3 separate regions of the Zea mays genome follow, and regions 1 and 3 are each linked to region 2. A link is a contact called in public Hi-C data. All regions are on one chromosome and are shown on one strand. The core of a region is the stretch at or near the end of the contact, and the rest is flanking DNA. Distances in the headings are between cores, read along the strand shown.

Region 1 (2,754 bases), core at 2-2,501, 260 kb before region 2:
AGACACGGGAGGGGGGCAAGGCACGACGTTAGATCATTAGACGTAGGTACGGGTGCTACTGCTACATCTTTAGTCGTATGTGATGATTGCTTATTACCTTCTGATTCTGGTCGAGACGTTCTCCGAGGACATGATCACCACCGGGATCTGCTTCAGCTTGGACGACTCCTGCATGCACGGATCTTCATTAGTCAGCGATCTTAAATGAAGGCTCAGATTTCACGTTGCAGAATGCAGAATGGGCTAGTCGTCAGATCATCTTTACCTTGACCTTCTTGAGCAGCTCGTATCCCGTCATCTCTGGCATGCAGTAATCGGTGATTATCATACTCACGTTCGGCTCCTATATCATAGGATACATACACGATACGACCCGAAAACAAGGGTGAGAAATAAAGGCGTAGATCCCCGTGTAAAAATTGGTAAGAAAAAAAAGAGAAAAGAATCACAGCTATATGAGTCAATACCGTGCCTAACAGTTCCAGGGCCCTCTTCCCACTTTCCACCGCAGTCACTGCACGAACGCACAAGACCAAAACAATTTGCATCAAGAACTGAACTAAGTACCGAGACCACAGGAACGCCCGCCCGCCCGCCCGCCTGCCTGCCCAGCAGCTTGCAACGCACCACGAAACCGGGAGCTCCGGAGTATGGCGGCGATGATGGCGCGGTCGACGGAGCTGTCGTCCACCGCGAGGACGTGCGGCGTCGGCGCCCCCACGCCCCCGGCCACTGCTCCACCGACGCTGGCCATCTGAAGCTTGGACTCCCCTGTCGACTCCGACGACCCGCCGTCTTGCCCAGCCTTGGGCCGGTGCTGCGCGCTTATATACACGCGCGGGGGGCGCGCTTCTTGCCTGTTACGGAAGGGGGAAAGGAAGCGATCGGTCAGGAGATCCCCAGTGCGGCGAGTGAATCCGCGAGATCTCGGTACGGGGATGGTCCGGCCAGTGAGCTTTTTCATACGGGGCGACCCACACGTGCCAGGGGACGCAGGTATTAACTCCTCCCCTCCTGGCGCTGCCCAGGACAGGATCTCGTCTCCTTTTCCGGACCCAAGGATCTTCTCTCTTCAATGAGCACCTCCGATGTGCTTGGATTGGATATCTCTGCACACTCCGTGATCCTTATTTTGTCTGCCATCTGATCTGATCGACGAGATTCGGCTGGCGAGATTGTTTAAGCTCTCCGCATTGGCGATTCTACAGCTCCGCGATCCAGCGCATGTGCCAGTGCCACCATAAACTCGTCTTATTATCTCAGCACGCAGCGGATTTGTCGTCCTCGTAGTGGCTCATCAAGGTCGCAGGCAGGCCCGTGAGCCGTGACCAAGAAAGCAGAGGCCACGCCAGCTCGTCCGTTTGACAAAACCGGCGTATACTTGCACCTGTACGCTGCCACTGACGTTTGGTATGGGCACAGATTTTCTCGAGAGACTGCTACTGCTAGGAGCAGGCCAAGGACGACGAAGACGCACGTATTACACCACCAGAAAGCTGGTATCCTAGTCCTGGAGCGATCGATCTTTACATGAGCGCACTGGCCAAAGTGATTGGGTTCGTGCACAATCCGCCGACCAAGTACAGGAGTAATGGAACACCGGGAGCGGGAGGAATAGCTCTAGTGCATTCAACCCCCTTGTTCTTGCGGTTAATTAATCTGATGAGAACTAATGTGTTACCTATATATGTTTTCCCTATACCTTGTTTATACCTGGTATATTTATTACTGGATAGATTTGCTATTGCTCTACTTGATTATGGGATAAATGATACACTGAGCATGATTTATTGTTGCTAGTATACATATTATGCATGATAAAATCACTCGTTTAATTGGAATATGGAGTGCCAATCCGAGAAAACCACAGAGACTATATAGCCTCATGTCTTGGCTAATTAATCAGGGAAGCTAGTGTGTAAGAATCTTACACGAAAGGGCAAGCGGGGAGGAGTTACTCAAATATAGTGATGGGGTTGACCATGTTACAATGGTTTTTCAGACCTCGGGATTATCTATAGTTCTATACCATCTCTGCTTAAATCTGGAGTGGGTTTTCTCATACGAGTGGAATTTTATAAAGGCATCGCAGTGAACCTTGCTCTACCTCCTTGGAAGAGGTGTAGGGTCTAGCTAAACCGTGACAAATAGGTAACACGACTTATGGGTAAAGATGTGCAACCTCTGCAGAGTGTAAAATATATATATCAATCGTGCTGACGGTTACGACCGGCTCGAAACTCTCACATGATTAATATATAGAAGTAAATTTAAATCGACATGTATGTGGTTGCTTTATGGGTGACATTTTAGTTTACCATTTAATTGGGTTGATATTTACTAGCCGTTACTAATAAAAGTTTGATCAACTTAATTAAAATGTAATGCTTAGCCTTAAATTTTTTTTGTAAGTCTTATACTATACTTTTTTTCTACACAGTTGATGAGTCCCTACCATAAGTGAGTTCACCCTTGCAGGATTTGTTTCTCAGAATTAGGTCAGCAAGGGAAAGACTACTACTACGAGTTCGACGAGTTCAGGACTATTGTCGCTCCGGTCAACCTACCTGTGGTTCATTATCGAGATCGTCATCGTCGTCGTTGTTTAGTTTCTTTATTTAGTTATTTGTGTGAAGACATTATACTTATACAATAAATTTGTGACACTAGTTTCTACACATTGAGTCATCATATGTGTGAAATTTAATCATAACACACATATAAAATGCATATAAATTTATCATTAAATTCAGG
Region 2 (2,803 bases), core at 153-2,652:
TTCTTTTCTTTAAGACTGTTATTTTGTATAGCTTCTCCTTGATGTGTGTATCCCATTTCCTTTATATTTCTTATTGCTGCAACCACTTCAAAGTTTCAATTTTAGTTCAGGTTTTATAGCATCATTGTCAAGAGTTATTGAGTAATTTTTTTAATTTAGCTGCCCAAAAAGTTCATACTAAAAACAGTTGAACTCTTCTTACTTCCTGAGAGAGAGATCGGGAGGGCAGCCACCGATTAATCAAGATTACACCAGCAATTATAGTAGAGGATATCCTGGCAATATACTGTCTAACCCCCCGGTAGTAGGAATGTCGGTGGAACGGACATTTATGCCGGACCGAAACTCTAGGAAGACGCTCGAAGGTAGGCTTTTGATGAAGATGTCGGCGAACTGCGAGGTGGTTGACATGTGGTGGACGTGCACAGCACTGGCGGCTACGCACGAACAAAGTGAAGGTCAACCTCAACATGTTTGGTGTGTTGATGTTGCACCAGGTTTGTCGAGAGGTAGACAACACTCATATTGTCGCAGTAAACAGCCATGGCACACTGGAGAGGCTAGTGAAGCTCGAGTAGAAGCTGACGCAGCCAAGTCGCCTTAGCGACGCCGTTGGCGACGATGCGGTACTCAGCCTCTGCACTAGACCGAGAGATCGTCAGTTGTCGCTTGCTAGACCAGGAGATGAGACAGTCACCGAGGAACACGACGTACCCTGACGTGGAGCGATGAGTGTCCGGTCTCTCGGCCCAGTCGGCATCGGTATAGACAGTCAGCGTGTGCGGCGAGGAAGCACGAGCTACGAACAGCTCGAGGTCGACGGTGATGTGCAGATAGCGAAGGATGCGCTTGAGGGCGGTGAGATGCGGCTCCCGAGGATCATGCATGTAGAGGCAGACTTGTACCGCATAAGTGATGTTCGGGCGGGTGAAGGTGAGATACTGCAAGGCACCGACCAGGTTGCGGTACAATGTTGACTCTGGAACCGGCGAGCCATCAGAGGAGAGCTTGGCCCTGAGTGTTCACCGGGGTACTGCAAGGCTTGCACGCAGTCATGCCAGCGCGCTCCAGAATCTCGAGGGTGTACTGTCGTTGAGAGAGAACGAGAGACGCGCACAGTATAACATATATTTTATATATAAGTTATTGTAGTATTATATGTTCCCATTACAACGCACGGATATTCGCCTAGTTATCCATAGTTTACTCAAAATATTGTTTTTATACTATTCTGTACACTAGACTGAACTGTTTGGACTTTAAATACGGTTATTGGAGAGATATAGTCTCTCGGCTTTACAATTTCGGTCTGCTATACACGACTCACTCAATTGGGCCCAACAGTCTAACACGGGATCCCAAAGAAGCCCTAAAACCTAGCGAAGAAAACCCAGCCAAAGCCCTCCCCCCTGTTCCCCTCGTCTCGTCGCCGCCTACGAAAATGGCTGCGCTCGCGACACTCCTCCGCCACAGCCGCCGCAGCCATGCCCACGTCCTCCCCATCTCCCGTGCGCTCTCCACCACCACCCCGACCACCGGCGGCACCGATCCCGTTGCCATCACGTTGTCGGACGCCAAGAGACAACTCCTCCGCGAGCGCGATCCGGACCGCGTGGTCTCCATCCTCGACGCCATCGACACGGCGTCCATCTCCGCTGCTTCCACCCGGCACGCGCTCTCCCTCGCCGCGCGCCGCCTTTCTCGCTCCCGCCGCTTCGCTGACGCGGAGGCCCTCCTCTCCTCCCATCTCACCGCGTCCACCACCGAGGCCCACCTCGCCGCCGTCCTGTGCTCCTACGCCTCCGCCAACCTCCCCGAGAAGGCCATCGACGCGTTCCGCTCCGCTGCGCCGTCCCTTCCAACCCCCAACTCCCCGCTCCCCTTCAACGCCCTCCTCTCCACCTTCATACGATGTCGCCGCTACAGACGCGTCCCTGTCCTCTTCGCTGAGCTCTCCAAGGAGTTTTCCATCACCCCCAATGCCACATCCTATGGCATCCTTGTCAAGGCCTACTGCATGGCCCGCGATGATGCTAAGGCCAAGCAGGCCTTGGATCTAATGCGCGAGCAAGGTATCTCGCCGACCAACAGGATCTACACCACGTTGATCGATTCCATGTATAAGAGGAAGATGACCAATGAGGCTGAGTCTTTGTGGAAAGAGATGGTAGAAAGTGAATGTGAGCCCGATGTGGCAACTTATAATGTGAAGGCCATGTACTACGCGCTCCATGGAAAGCCAGAAGAGGTTATGGAGGTGATGACAGAGATGGAAGCGGCTGGTGTGAAGCCGGACACCACCACCTACAATTTCCTCATGACTAGCTATTGCAAGAGTGGCAAATTGGAGGATGCTAAGGTTCTTTACCACTCCCTAGCTGAGAAGGGGTGCTCGGCAGATGCTGCCACGTACAAGCACATGTTAGCAGAACTCTGTGCCTATGGAGACTTTGATGCTGGTTTGGGCATCTTCAAGGATAGCTTAAAGAGGCGTAAGGTGCCAGATTTTAGAACAATGAAAGGGTTGGTTGAGGGATTGGCAAAGGGAGGCAGGGTGGCTGATGCCAAAGAGGTTGTTGCAGAGGTAAAAAAGATGTTCCCAGAGAATTTGCTGTCTGGTTGGAAGAAGGTTGAGAAAGAGCTTGGGTTGGACTCAGATAGTGGAGAAACTCCTCTGTTGGAAGTTACATCTGGAGAAACTGTTGCTGAGGTTAGGCCCGATGCTGCAGAGGTAGAGGCACTTGAGCTCGAAGGATCTGCCGCTGAGGAAGTTACTGTATCAGAAGAATCCAGTGATGATGAA
Region 3 (2,766 bases), core at 215-2,714, 320 kb before region 2:
CCTGGGAACATCATTCCCGACCCGGGTACACGGGTCATTTTCATTACCACCATGTAAAAATATCACACAAATAGTGTACCACGTTCGGACGTTCCTCGACACTATCGATCCGGAAACTTTGTGACTAAGTAGGATACTATCCCTTCCCCAGACCCCACTCATGTGGAGCCTCTAGCACTAGGCCTACCTTAAGATATGATACTAGAAACTGACAGAGAATGAAATTTTCATTTGTGCAGTGCTTTCACACAGACACATGCTCCAACCAGAATAGTTTGTTGATGGAGATAGATCCAAGATTTGTCTTTGCCCAAGTGGACAGATAACTGCTACTGGTGACATTGGTTGGCTAGCTCCATGACTAGAGTATGCCATGGTTACCAGTGTCAATATAATGCTGTCCCACACCCCTCTCATCAATCAAGCATTTTAGGCCATAAAATATAAGTTAACCTGCATATAGTTAGGTCAAAGTTGGGGGTAATAATCATTAATCAAAGTTTGCCAGTGATCCCAAGTCCCAATCGAATCCATGAGCCATTATTATGGCAGGTCTATTAAATGCCCAACTGATTCTAGGCATGGCAAATAAAATCCCAATCCTCTTCCTGACTAATCTTTAGCCCTATCAGTGCCAGGATCTGCCAATGAAATAAGATTAGAGGGGACTAATTACCAATATGGCAATATCATTAGGTGAACAAAATTATAAGGATGAATGATAGGATAACCATCAACAGTAAATTGTGAGTTATCAACAACAATAAAGATCATTTATCCATGAAATTTAATAAAAGAGTAGAGGTCTCAATTTACCTCATCATCATGTTTGATCTGGCGCACATCATCATCTTGCTTGGTATCAATTCGGTTCTCACTCTGAGCATTGTCCATTTTGTTCAGAGCGAAAACCCAGAACTATCCAACTTGTTATGCGCAACCAAAATATCCTCCGTATCTGTTAATGAGAAATTGTAAGCCACGGTCAATACAAATAAGGGCGGAGCCAATAAGGGCATGGGTGTACACATGTATACCCTATATAACTTTTGCAAGAAGAAAATAACGAAGTTAATGGGTATGTATATGCTTGTAATTAGACCAGATCCGAATACAAATAGCCAAATAGCGTAGGTTAGGGTTTGGATGATCGGTTTCGCACAGCAGCAAGGGCATATAAGGGGTGGGCATACAGGGTTGGTGCTCCTCGCCAGCAAAGGGCCCGCCGAAGACCTGAGCACCTGGCGTGGGGCGGCGTCGGCGGTCACCCAATAGGCAAATAATCGTAACAGGGGAGGGAAAGACGCAGGGGTGAACAGGCAGCACACTTCAACTCGAGAAGACGACGCTGGTTCAGTGGTTCTACACAGTCAAGTCTGTTTGGGCGTTTGCCAAGGTCCTCTAGTCTAGAAATTTGGATGGGCAACACCAACGATCGTACCGTTTAGGATCCGTAGCCGCGTCTACTCCCAGGGCTGTTTGTAGAACGTAGATATGGTACTGGTGAGTTTTTTTTTTTGGAAAATTCCTGATATGACATAAGATTTTATATTCATTTCTTGTATGCTACTGAGTGACATATAGATATATTTTTATGTGTGTATGACATATGAGGCCAGTGGCACACAAGGAACGAGTATATTCATTTCTTGTATATTTTTAATGGCATACAGAGAATTGGCCCGAGTTTTTTTATAGGTTTAGACTAGTTTCTCTATATATATATTTATTATGAATTTAAATAGAAACGCAAACGAGTACGTGGGCATAGTTTATTCTTCCAACTAGTGGTTTTTTTATAGGTTAGGACTAATTTCTCTACACATGGATTTATTAATGGGTTCAGATAGAAACACCGAGTATGTGGGCATAGGTTTATTCTTCCACTACTCATACCGCAAACCTCTAAATTCTTAAAATCAACATAACTTACAAATATGTTTCATAATATTATTATTTGAATATTCTAGTTGAAATAAACTCCATGTAACAAAGTTTAAGCTAAAATTAGTTATCACTTATTTCTTTATTGATGAATGATGTCGGTGGTATGGAAAACCGTTGTGTACCCGAATCTCGTATGGGCATGGGCATGGGTTTGGACAAAATTTTATACCATCATAGGTATGAGTTTTTTTGCGGGAGTATTTTTTCTTTGTGGATATGGGTTTAGGAAAATGATACCCAACAAGTTTTTACCCATTGTCATCTATAGCTGTTTGATTGCCACTTGTTGGCTACCTCTCAACTATAAGGACACGCTCAACACAGAGTGTATATGGCCGTACAAAATATTGTTTTATGGGTAATAGTGGGACAGTTGTTCTGGGTTCGGGAGCCTTGCCGATTCGATTTATTGTCTGCCTTCTTAACGCCAAGCCCCTTTCTCCACATAGCCAAAGCCTTTTCCGAGCTCTTCGTTGTTCCTGCCTTCCACTCGCACTCCTCTTCCCACCACTTTCTCCCTTCGTAACATATGGTGTTCTGGAATCGGTATAAGATCAAGCGAAGCCGTCTAGATGCCCACGTCGCATGGGGTCTTCTTTACGAAGAGGATTTGAGGCTTCTCGAGCATGAGGTCATCTCCGAGCCGCCAACGTGCTTCATGGTGTCGTTCGTTCATTTTCACGAGCGGGGGTTTGTGATGCCTCTGCATCCCTTCTTGGTTGGGCTTCTACACTATTACAAGATTCAGCTACACCACCTCAATCTTAATGAGATTCAGCATATGGCGACCTTCATGACGCTGCATGAGGGGTACTTGCG

The links. Hi-C and Micro-C count contacts between places; a contact is called where the count stands out from the background.
Region 1: a Hi-C map of ear shows a contact between it and region 2, with 2.7 times the contacts expected there. The contact joins the promoter of LOC100273679 here to the promoter of LOC100191780 in region 2. A contact is called at or near these places in 2 of 25 Hi-C or Micro-C datasets (ear and endosperm).
Region 3: a contact with region 2 is called in a Hi-C map of tassel, with 2.6 times the contacts expected there. The contact joins the promoter of LOC103627442 here to the promoter of LOC100191780 in region 2. A contact is called at or near these places in 2 of 25 Hi-C or Micro-C datasets (ear and tassel).

Annotation. Positions count from the first base shown.
Region 1 is chr5:191,260,037-191,262,790 of Zm-B73-REFERENCE-NAM-5.0, forward strand. LOC100273679 (two-component response regulator ARR3) reads right to left here and starts at 1,252. Exons shown (of 5, transcript NM_001148091.1): 1 at 628-1,252; 2 at 468-514; 3 at 266-343; 4 at 98-168. The coding sequence starts at 964.
Region 2 is chr5:191,518,176-191,520,978 of Zm-B73-REFERENCE-NAM-5.0, forward strand. It overlaps LOC100191780, which reads left to right and starts at 1,403. Exons shown (of 1, transcript NM_001137205.2): 1 at 1,403-2,803. The coding sequence starts at 1,442.
Region 3 is chr5:191,201,397-191,204,162 of Zm-B73-REFERENCE-NAM-5.0, forward strand. LOC103627442 (regulator of nonsense transcripts UPF2) reads right to left here and starts at 1,465. Exons shown (of 17, transcript XM_008647737.3): 1 at 1,194-1,465; 2 at 817-958. The coding sequence starts at 894.